2 separate regions of the Sus scrofa genome follow, and region 2 is linked to region 1. The links are chromatin contacts, called in public HiChIP or PLAC-seq maps. All regions are on one chromosome and are shown on one strand. Each heading gives the region's core, a stretch centred on a gene start, on an enhancer-like site or on the middle of the called end of the contact. The rest is flanking DNA. Distances are from core to core; before and after follow the strand shown. Region 1 holds the start of LOC102163456 (merozoite surface protein CMZ-8-like). Region 2 has its middle 17 kb from the start of POLM.

Region 1 (5,877 bases), core at 3,375-5,874:
TCTGGGGTGTGGACGGGCCCCGGTGGACAGAGAAGGCTGGGCTGCGGAGGAGTTCAGAGGCCCCCTGCCCTACAGGCAGCTGTGGGATGATGGCCTGTCAGTGGTCCATCAGGGCTCAGCTGCTGTAGAAGGCTACATAGATAAACAGAACCTGTAGGAATCAGAGAGACTTAGCATGAAGGACGGGCTCACAGGATTACGGAGGCTGAGACATTCCCACCACCTGCCATCTGCGGGCTGGAGGCCCAGGGGAGCCGGTGGTGCCATTCAGTGCAAAACCAAAGGCCTGAGAACCAGTAGAGCCGATCTCCAAGGGCAGGAGTCGGACGTCCTGGCTCCAGCAGAGACTGGGGCCCCGTCACCGGTGAGGGCCATCTGCTTTTCTCTGCCCACGGATTCAGATCGGTGACTCTCCTGCAGAAACAGTCTCGCGGACACACCCAGAACGAATATTTCACCAGCGGTCTGGGCATCCCTTAGCGCAGTGAGGGGACACACAAAATTAGCCATCCCAGTGGGTTTCTCTTCTTTGCCATCAAATGGTCCTGGGTGACAGTGTTCAGACAGTGATTTCCTGGGATGGCCTCCACCAGACAGGTTTTAGTCTTTGGAAGTTGATAATGGAAAATAGTACTCAGTGTATTTTAATTTACATTTGCATAATTTTTAGCGAGGTCAACATTTTTGTATGTGTGTATCAGCCACGTCTGTGAATTGCCTGGCTCGGGGGCTCACTTGTAAAAATGGAAACAAGGTCAAATTCACTTTAAAAGTGTAAAGGACTTTTTTAACAGCTTCCCGTATTGAAGAATTACTAGTTTCCGGGCACAGATTTTCTAGATTTGTCTCAAATGAATCCTTGTGCCCTTTTCGCAAGGTCGTGGTGAAACTCCCATTGTACAGAGGAGAGACACTGAGGCTGGGAGGGAGACTCTGAGGCCACAGCCCGCTCCTGAAATGCTTGCTTTGGCTTTCTGTATGTTTGTTTGTTTGCTTGCTTGCTTCTTAAGGCCACCCCTGCTGGATCCCTGAACCCCTGAGCAGGGCCAGGGATCGAACCTGCATCCTCATGGATACCAGTCGGATTCATTTCCACTGCGCCACAATGAGAACTCCCTAAAATGCTGACTCTTTGACCTAGGGTTTGCAGATCTGTTTCCAGTGTTTTGTGTACCTTTGAAAATGTCATCTTCAGGGTATTTTGAACAGAAATCTGGAGCTTTTTATACAACAAAATTCTCCCTTCTTCTACAGGTCCCGCTTAGAAAGACTTTCTCCTCGAAGATTACAGGCTCAGTTTCCTGTATTTTCTTTCACTACTTGATGGTTTCTCTTTTAACATCTGCATCTTGGCTCCATCGGGAGTCAATTTAGATGAAGGTGGGAGGAATGGTCAACATTTTTTTTCCACTAGAGCCTGCTTGGAACTGAACACCCCCCTTCTGACACCGGCTGATTGTCACATGATGCTGCCACATGCCCTCGGCACCGTCTGCGGCTGCAGAATTACTCAGGCGCTGGAAGCCCGCCTCCCGCCCCCTCAGCCCCTCAGCCCCCCTGCGGCTGCGGTGACCCCCCAGGCTCCCCGGGGCTGGGTCCTGCGGTGAGTGGAAGGAATTCAGGGGAACTCTGCTCACTCAGCAGTCCAGGCCCAGGGAGCTGGGCAGGGGCACGGGGCTGTGGAAAATCACATATGAGTTTGAAGTTGGCAGAAACCAAGAAAATCATTCTGCCAGTCGCGTGGATGGCTAGACGCTGTCTGGACACCCCAGGTCCCATGACTCGGGGAACCACCCTCCTGTGACCCTTATCCCCCAGTGAGGTCTAGACTGCACACAGGGGGTGTTTCTAGGGGACCTCCCCTGAAAGGGAGGTACAGAGGGATGGGATGGACCTGGGTCCTTCCCCCTTGGTCCCTGGAGGCAGACTCAGGACTCCAGGAGCCCGGGAGGGCCTGGTGCTGGAGCCTGGGCCCTGCTGTGCGGAGCTGCCTCCCTGAGCCTTCCTGAACCCGCCCCCACAGACGCCCTCATCTAGGCCACAGCTGGGCCGCGTCTGAGCTGCTGCCTCTGAGGCCCTGGCAGCCTCAGAGGGTCTCTTCCCGGCCTCCCAGGCTCCGCCGGTCCCGTCCCCAGTCCCAGGGCTCTGTGGCTGCCCCAGTTAGAAATGGGACACACTGGTCCTGGCGGCAGGTGAGTTTCCACCTCTGCCCAGACTGAGGCATCGGGGCGGCTCCTGGGCATGCTTGGGCCTCGGCAGGAGGAGCTGGTGCCCCGAGGCCTGGCGCCAGAGGCTGTGTAGACTGGATGGAAAGAGCATTCGGCCTGGCCTCACAGACAGGCAGCCCCTGACATGCTGTGACCTGGATCCCTCACTTCTCCTCGGGCCTGTTTCCGGAAACATGGGGGGAAATGAGAAAGAGGGGGCACGTGCTCCACAAGCGTTGGTCACTGTCACTGCCCTGCTCACTGCCCACACTTCCGGCCCAGGGGCCATGTGAGGAGTCTGTGCCTGGGGCAGAGCCCCGCTCCCACCCGGGGTCCCCCTTCCCTTTCTCCCACTGGGCAGGACTCCACTTCCCAGGGGGTCAGTGCCCCCACTCCCTGAGCCCTCTGTGCTGAGGGGTCCAGTCGCCCACTGCCTGTTCCCTCTGGTCTGATTGTCTTCAGAGGAAGGCTGCTTCCATGCTTGCTGGGGCTCTGGCCGCGCTCAGGCCTGGACCTTTGCTGAAAGCTCCGTGGAGACCTGCCCAGTGAACAAATGAGCCGCAGTCAGGGACACACACCCACAGACATGTGCACAGATCACAGGGGACCAGAGTGAGGGGGCCGACGCTGTGGCAGGGGTGGGGCAGGGAGGGACTGGAAGCGGAGGGTGATGAGATCACAGGCTTTCAGCCATGGCAACGTGGATGAGGCAGCCTCTCCTGCTGACATGGCTGGCGGGCCTGGCAGGATGGTCTGGAGACATCTTTTCCTGGGGACTCAGGAAGCTGAGATGGGGTGCCCCTGGATGCAGAGATTCTGCTGCGACTTTTAGAATGAAGGGGTTCCCTGAGAGGCCCAAGCATGGCATGGAGGTCACCCTACAGCAAGGCTGCAACTTCTTTTCTTGTTTTTTTTTTGCACTTTTAAGGCTGCACCTGGGGCATATGTAAGCTCCCAGGCTAAGGGTCCAATCAGAGCTGTTGCCGCCAGCCTACACCACAGTCACAGCAGCGCAGGATCTGAGCTGCGCCTGCGACCTACACCACAGCTCACGGCAACGCTGGATCCTTAACCCACTGAGCGAAGCCAGGGATCGAACCTGCATCCTCATGGATACTAGTTGGGTTCTCAACCTGCTGAGCCACAGTGGGAACTCCCAAGACTGCGGTTTCTCATCCTATTTGCGGTGTCTTCCCTCCCCACCCCTGTGGGACTGACCACGCCACAGCGGGAAGTGGGCGGGTCCCATTCCTCCCATTTCCGCTCCACCTGGTCACCCCCGCCCCCCACCATTGTGGGAGCATCTGGTGCCCCAAACCCCGTCCTTCTAAGGGCATGACTGACAGGGGCAAAGTGGCCCTGGCGCCTCTGTGTGACCCTTTGCCCGAAGGGCCTCTGCACTGCACTCTCCCCCGACGGGCTGCAGTGCAACCTCTGCAGCGCCCTTGCTCCTGACCCCAGGTGGGGACACCCCTCCACACATGGTTCCTTCTTAGCGGCCCTCCGAAGTGAGCTCTTGGCCCCGGAGGGAAACAGGACCCAGGCCGGGTCAGGGGTGAGAGCACCGGCCCTGTTGCCTTCTGTCTCCACCCTTGCCTCAGTGGGCTCCATCAGCCTGACCCTCAGGAAGCTGCTGGGAAGTTCGATGAGCCCCCCTACCCCAGCCCAGGCCGGGCACCCCCAAGAACTCCCCTTCCCCACTCTGGGTGGGTCCCCCAGAATGAGATGTCCCCTTGCCTCGGCCTGTCCAGTCCAGTCCCCTGGGGCAGACCTCACTGGGAGGGAGAGCCCCAGAACCCTCTTAGGAAGTGGAAAGTAGGGGCGGCGGGGGCAGGATGCCCAGCAGACTCCCAGACTAGTTCAGAAGAGCTCTTGGACAAGGACACAGATGCCCCACCCGCTGGCAGTGGGCACTGGATGTGGGAAGGGTGAGTGGCCGTCACAGGAGGCCACAAGCCTCCCACCTCTTGGCCTGCCTCTTCCTGCTCTGGGCTGCTGCCCTTGGGGAGTTTGGTTTGGGGGTCTCCGGACAGGCTGGGTCTGCGGGACATCCCGGGTGAGAGGAGTCTTGGCCCTGCCCACAGAAGGGAGATACTGGCCCAGCATGGAGAGCGGTCACCCCTCCCCTCCACCTGCCCAGACCCTCAGGGTAGGAGGGCAGGAGCCCCTCTCCCTGCCCGGCCGACCCCCGGGCCCAGCCCCCCACAGGGCCTTTGCTCATGTTCTTGTTGTTGACTCACTGCGGCTGAGGAAAACGTTCTTTCTTTTTTAATTTTTGTACGTCTTCTATTTTCCCTGGCAGAGGATGTGGAGCCCACATCTGAGCCATGTGTGAGCCAGCTGAAGTCGGGAGCTGTTCCCAGGGAAGTGACGTTCTGCAGCCGCCCCCCGCCCCCGCCCCCACCCCCCCCACCCCCAGCCTTGGGGCTCCCTGTTTGACACACTCAACTGGGGGCAACAGAACAAATTCCAAGGCAAAGTTTCGAGAACGATGATTCAGAGGCTCGCAGAGGACATTTATGGGTAAGAGCTTGCTTCATCCTGCAGCTGCCAGGACCAGCCTGGGGACACACGGCAGGCGGGGACAGCACAGGGACGAGGAGGCCTGACTGGGGCCGGCTGGTGGGAGTGGGCCCCGGGAGCCCAGGTGGGTGGACTTGGTCTCCTAAGGGAAGTGACAAGAGCTGGGAGCTGGGTTATCAGTGCTGAAACTGTGTACCGCACAGCACGTGCCAAGTCCCAGCTCGTCTGCACAGTGAGGGCGTGAGGTTACTTGCTGTGATCAGATGGCCAGGAGGGCAGGGCTGCGGTTGGACTCTAGGGACCAGCTCTTGACACAGTCCCACTGCCTTTTAAGTATGAACAAGTGAGCCAGTGAGAAGCAAAGGAAGGGCCTTGAAAGAAAGAGGTGAGAGGAGACAGAGCCCCCTGCATCCTGCCCCCACCCCCAGCCCCTGTGCCCGGGTGAGCCACCAGCCCCCACAGCGCCCCCTGGTGGCTGCCTGTTCATCATCGGGGGCCCCTGGATTTTCCCACCTGGGCCCAACCCTCACAGACCACGTTGGCTCAGGACTGACCGCTGCCAGACTTGGCCCGTGGACTCCAGATGTGCTTTTTCTTGCTTCCTCATTCCTTCAAGGAGGAATGTTCTGGGAACTCTGGCCTTAGGTGTCATGCCTATTTGGAACCAGCCAGCATTTGCCCTTCGAGAAGCCTTATGGAAACACCAGGCACACGTGGCATAGCTCCCTATGCCAGCACCCATGGCAGACATCACTAATCGATCCTGGGATTCTCTGACTACCCACTCTCCCTGTGCCCAGGGCCCATGTGGTAGCTGGAGTTATTGTAAAGACAATTTTTAAAAACTGGGTTCTGGTCAGAGGAAGGAGAGGAATGGCTCTTTGCCCTTGTTGGGGTCTCAGCTGGTGGGAAAGCAGTAGCCTTAGAGGTGAAGCCATGTTCATCACGGGAAATAGTAAAGGAAACTCTAGGGGAGGGGACCTGACCCCCCCACATCTGTGGCTCCTGTTTGGGTGGGGAGTAAACCGTTCCCAGAGCAGATCCCGGCACACAGCTTCCTTGGGTTGAAGGCACCCATCCTCTCTCCCCAGCCGATCCATGTCCTCAGGGGTGCTGTGTGACCCCCTATGCCTTTGTGGCCCCTCCA
Region 2 (5,593 bases), core at 414-2,913, 37 kb before region 1:
AGTTAGCCAGTGAAAAGCCGGTCAACACTGTAGATACTCAGGGAATGCAAATTAAAACCACAGTGAGCCACTGCTATACACCATAGAGTAGTTAAATACTGAGAATATAAGTGTTGGCAAGGATACAGAGCACCTGGTGACTGGTGAATGTCTAATTCACACGTGTGGCTTTCCTCACTAGCGCACTGCAAAGTGATACGGGCCCAAGGGAAAACAACATGGCACTCGCTTATAAAGTTAAACATACACTTACCATATAACATGGTAATGCTATATCTTATTACTTACCCAAGAGAAATGAAAAGCTATGTTCACACAAAAACCTGTATACACTTGTTCTATTCATAACCACTAAAACCTGGAAACAATTCAAATGTTCAATAGGTGAATGGGAAACTGTGGACTATCCATGGCACAGAATATTATGCAAAAAGAAAGAAGAACAGATGAATCTCAAAGGCATTACGCTGAATAAGAGAGACCAGACTCAAAAGGTTACGTATGGTCTGGCTCCACTTATATGACACTTGGAGAAGGCAAAACTCTAGGGACACTGAAATATCAGATGCATGGATTTGTAATGGGAGAGCTTATGATCACAATAAAACAGATGAGCAGCTGTCCTGATTTTGATGGAGATGAATGGGCCTAAAGGTGTGATAAACCTGTGCACCAGAAGAGTCCATTCTACTGTGTGTTAATTTTAAAAATACAGTTTTTATGTGGCGATTGGCCAGGAAAGTCCACACCTGACAAAGAAATTTTCGAGTGGGAAGAGTAACTTTGGTGGATGGTACAGCAAAGCCAAATGCCCTAAGGCGAGAGCACACCTGGAGATTTGAGGAGCAGAGGATACCATGCAGCCAGCCCCACTCAGGAGGAGGGTGAGGGTATCTGGGACAGTTCAAGTGGGAGAGCAGTGACGAAGGTATGCACCCGGCTTATCACAGGGCAGTAGGGTTTGGGGCGGGGTTCAGGGTGGGCAGTGTAGGAGCTAAGGCCAGTGGGGGCATGGGTGAAAACAGAAATGCTAGGGCCCTGGGGGCCATGGTGAGGACTTTGGCTTTACTGAGGTGTGGGGAACTGCTGGATGGCTTTGAGCCAGGAGTGACAGATACCATGTGACCTGCTTTTCAGACTTTTGAAACCAGACTTAAAGGCAAAAAGGCAGAGACAGGCAGTCTGGTTGGGAGATGTGGGCCTAACCCAGCAGGAGGTGGTAGGTCAGCACTGGAGGTCCTCTTTCTCCCACCTCCCTACTCCTCGGCTACCTCTGGCTCCAGATGCCCCTGGAACACCCTTTAGTGCCCCCGCAAAGACTCCTAGCAGGCAAGACCCAGACTCCACCTCTGAGCTCAGAGACCCCAGGGCTAGAAGTCGAATTGGACATATTGTGCAAAGCCCTTGCCATCTACCCAGGCTCAGTAACAAGCCCAGAAACAAAGCTCCATTCAGTTCTTACTCACAGGAGAGGAGCCAGAGACCTCTGGCCCAGGACCACAGAGCTAGGAGAGCTCTGTAAAAAGTTAATAAACAAAACACTCAATTAAGAGTGGGGAGACCAGAAGGGGGAGCTCTTATGCCCTGCAGCCACAGCAGAGCCCAACAGGAAGAAGAAACATTCTCTATCCTGGCAACAACTCAGCCAATGAAAAAAACGTGGACTCTGTGTCCTACGGTCCCCCTGCCCCCTGCTTCCCTTGCCACGTGGGGACTTGCATGTGGCTCGCCATGATGGCAGACTGTGAATTGCAGTTCTCTGCTGATCTCAAATAAACCCATTTTTGTGGAAGAAATAACTGGCAGTTTTTTTATTCCAACACTTTGGTGACTTGCACAGGGATCCAGAGGAGACCCCCAACAGGCTGGTAAGTGAACAGGTGCAGTGCGCATGAAAGGCCACTGCTGCTCACTGATTTCCTCATTGATCCTGGAATTCAAAAGTATTTCTTTCTCCTGGGTCTGAGCCTCCACCCTCTGCATTTTGAATCTCTCCAAGCTTTAGCTGGCATCTCCCAAGCTTTAGCTGGGATCTATTTTTTATCCTTTCTGGTTAAGGCCCTGTTCTGTACTTGAGTACTCATTTGGAATTTCAGTCTCATTTTGAAATCAGACTGCTCCAATTGGAGCCGGCTAGCCTTCAGCCCATTCCTTTGGGAACAGAGGCTATATTTCATTGGAACTGTGCCAGTTCAGCCTTCAGGCCATTCCTTTGGAATAGGGGTTGTTCTATGGGAACACTGCTGAGATGCCATCTGCTGGCTCTGCTAGGACCAACCTGTTCCTTTAGAACTGGCTGGTGTTAGGCCAGCAGGCTGTTTGAGATATTTGAACTGTTTGAGCTATAAGCTGTTTAAGCTGTAAGCTGCTTGAGCTGTTTAGGCTTTTTAAAAATTCTCTTAGAGAAAGACCTCTGAGAAATGAGATCCCAGTTACCTAAATATTTTGAGGGCACCTCCCCACCACAGGGACTCTGGCCGATATTATGTTGAAAAACTGCAGTCATTCCTTCTGAGAATTTCTAACCAAATGGACCAGCCTAACCAAAGGCAATTTAGCATGTCAATGGCCATGATGGGGAATTTTTTAACTGTTCAAACCTATTTTTCTTAAGACCAAAGTGGACAACCAGAGCCCTAAAATTTCCCTAACTGAATGGAATGCCTATTTGGATTGGTAGCTTGAGGCTTCCAAACATGATCAGCAGCCTAAAATTGATTTTATGCAAAATAAGACTTGGAGACTGGGGCAAACAAATGACTTAAAAGATGATGTGGTTCCCAGAGCCTCAGGCTCTTCCTCCTCAGCTTGTCTCCGGTTCGCCTCCCACACCATCCTGTCTTTCCCTGAGCCCCACGTGCTGATGCCCACCTCTGGGCCATCTCCCTCTTCTACCCCACCCCACCTACACCTGCTCTAGAGCCCCCAGTTCCCCTACACTAATCCTCTCTCTGAATTTCCTTTTTTCTCTCAAACTCTCCCCACTTTTCCTCTGAACCTATCAGAGCCTGTCTCTTTAAATTTAAGCCTTCTGAGGATCCTAAAGAAACTAAAACCTTAATTTTGTATATCCCCTGGATGAAAGCTGAACTGTGAGCCACAGACAAAGATTTTTCCAAAGTAACCAAAGATCCTCACAGATGTGCTGAGGAATTTAATACAGTCATTCAAACTCAGAAACTGGTTTGTCTGACTTCTATCAGCTAGTTCCTATGCTTGATGGTGAAGGCCAGGCCAGCACTGGATGAAAACCACTAACTGGGGAAATCCTGAAAGGCCTCCAGCCTGTTAACTTAATATAGGATCAGGCTCAGGCAACTGCTAGGCAACTTCATGGGGCAATTCCTACAGCTTTTCCAAAGCCTGTTGATTGGAACAAAATACAGGTTTCCACACAAAAACTTAATGAATGTGCCCATGATTATTATAACCGATTTCAGATTTTTAAAGAAAATTCTGGTCTTCCTTCAGGTGTTAATTCTACCCAGACAGCTTTTAACTCTATGTGTATGAGGAGGCGGAAGCAAGACCCTTCCCTTCTAGCAAAAAAGGACCAGGATGAAATGGGAAACTCCGCCCACCCCAGGTTTAATTAATCTGGCAAAACAGCTCTCACACTCCAGGCGAGGCACCTAAAAGGGAAATGGCTCTTCCCTTTCGGGGCCACCGCTGAAGCGCCAGTGGCCAAAATGAGGTTCAATCCCTTGTGACCTCTGATTGAAGCAAGAACCGTAAAAGGCATTTCAATGCACCTCCCACATTCGCAGGAAGATTATGTCTTTCCAAAGAGCTGAGACACAAGTACAACGTCTGATCCATGCCCATCCGAAAGGACGATGACGTTCAGGTTGTACGAGGGCACTACGAAGGGCAGCAGGCTGGCAAAGTCCAGGCTGACTGGAGAAACCGCGTCATCTACACTGAATGAGTGCAGTGGGAGAAGGCTCATGGCACAACCGTCCATGTGGGCATTCACCCCCGCGGGGTGGTTGGTGACCACCAGACTAAAACTGGACAAGGATCACAAAAAGACAAATGCCACATCTCGCCAAGCAGGAAAGGAAAAGGCAAATATAAGGAAGAAACAATTGAAAAGATGCAGGAATAAAATAATCTTGTATAGAACTTTCATTAAAAACTTAAAATGAAAATAATAGGTGGGGGGGGGGGTGGCTAAAATTCTTTCTCTTCTAATCCAGCCAATGAAGGCTCCTAAATGAAACCCAAACCCTCCTAGCTTCTGCTGTTATTGCAAAGAGCCAGGACTTTGGGAAAGAGGTTGTGATAAACTGAAGCGCTTCAGGCACCTTCAGCCTTCCAACCAGCCTTGCCAATGTCTTCTCAGTTCTCCATGATGGGGCTCCAAGGACCTACAGGGGTTCTTCAATCCTCCCTCTTCACTGGCTTAGAGAAACATTTCTCCAGATTGGGGGCGAATCACCTCTAGTCCTAGCTGACACTGCAGCCACTCTCAAGGCTCAGCCTCACTACTACAAAGCAGCCCCTGGCTCAGGGTAACCAGTTCAGAGAGGGGGGCTCTCCCGGGAACTTTAAGAGGCTCCTGTCTCTGAACCTGTTCCATTCTATTTAGGCCCTTCGAGATGTCACACGCTCTTTTCTCCTCAGTTCCTCAACCTCTCTCCATGCCTCAGGCTGAGACTTCTCAGAGAAGTATGGTGCCAGAATTTCTTTCTCCCAAACGGGAGAAATAATTCCAGAATTTTCAGTAGTCAAAGTAACCTGGCAGATGAATTCAGTGACCTTTTGACATCTCTGATTTGCTCCATCTCTGATGATACTACAGCTGATTCTGGAAACAGATCATTTGTCCCTAAATCAGTTACCACCCTCCTTATAGAAGAAAATCAATGGATATGGGCACAATTCATTGTGCACTTCCCATCAACATACAAACAGATTCCTCGAAAGCTTTTCCCAGAATTAATCAACGTATAAGAAGCCATTCATCCAAGACATAAAGCCCATAACTCAGATTACAAGGTTCAAGGCCTCACTATCCCTTGGACTAGCGCCCGTATACTCCCGTCACACAGGGGACAAAACTGAAAGGTCCGGGACCTCCAAGCAACAAACACCTGCTGCTTCTCTTGACGCTAACAGCCATTCCCACAGGAAGTAGATTCTTTGCAGTGACGGACTTGTGCAGTGCATTCCTTAGTATTCCAGTTGAGGAGACTAGCCAGTGCCTTTCCGCCCTCACTTGAGAAGGAGAACTTCTCCTGGACAGTTAGTGCCTCAGGGTTTTACTGAGTCCTTACTTCTCACAAATCCGAAGGCCGATCTGGATGATGTACAGCTCCCTGGAGGCTACACTTTGTTGTAAGGTGTGAATGACTTGCTTCTCAAACCTCCTCAGAGGGAGTCGTCATGCACCTGCTTAAGCCTCTAGCCTTAAAGGGCCCTAAGGAGTGAGGATAAGTTGCGGTCTGCCCATACCCAGGTTCATTATTAAGGGTATCTGATATCAGCACCAGGGCTACACCTAGATCCGAACCTCACGGCGTCCGAGGTTTCCTGTGCTGAGGTTTTCTCGGGCTAGTTGGTTATTGCCAAAATTAGCTTCCAAATTTCT

The links. HiChIP or PLAC-seq counts read pairs in DNA pulled down with a chosen protein or histone mark.
Region 2: an H3K27ac HiChIP or PLAC-seq map of skeletal muscle shows a contact between it and region 1. The contact joins the enhancer-like site here to the promoter of LOC102163456 in region 1. A contact is called at or near these places in 1 of 5 promoter capture datasets (liver), 4 of 47 Hi-C or Micro-C datasets (embryonic fibroblasts, epiblast stem cells, retroperitoneal adipose tissue and 1 more) and 2 of 2 datasets of contacts at active chromatin or transcription factors (alveolar macrophages and skeletal muscle).

What each region holds. Positions count from the first base shown.
Region 1 is chr18:51,057,692-51,063,568 of Sscrofa11.1, reverse strand. It overlaps LOC102163456 (merozoite surface protein CMZ-8-like), which reads left to right and starts at 4,624. Exons shown (of 2, transcript XM_021078660.1): 1 at 4,624-4,730. The coding sequence starts at 4,699.
Region 2 is chr18:51,092,156-51,097,748 of Sscrofa11.1, reverse strand. It overlaps the pseudogene LOC110257529. Among named protein-coding and RNA genes, the nearest start is that of POLM, 17 kb to the right of the region's middle. Within about 2 kb of position 1,663, at least 32 of the 83 cell types and tissues checked have an H3K27ac peak or open chromatin away from gene starts, as enhancers often do. A contact at or near this core is called in retroperitoneal adipose tissue and skeletal muscle, where this site is marked.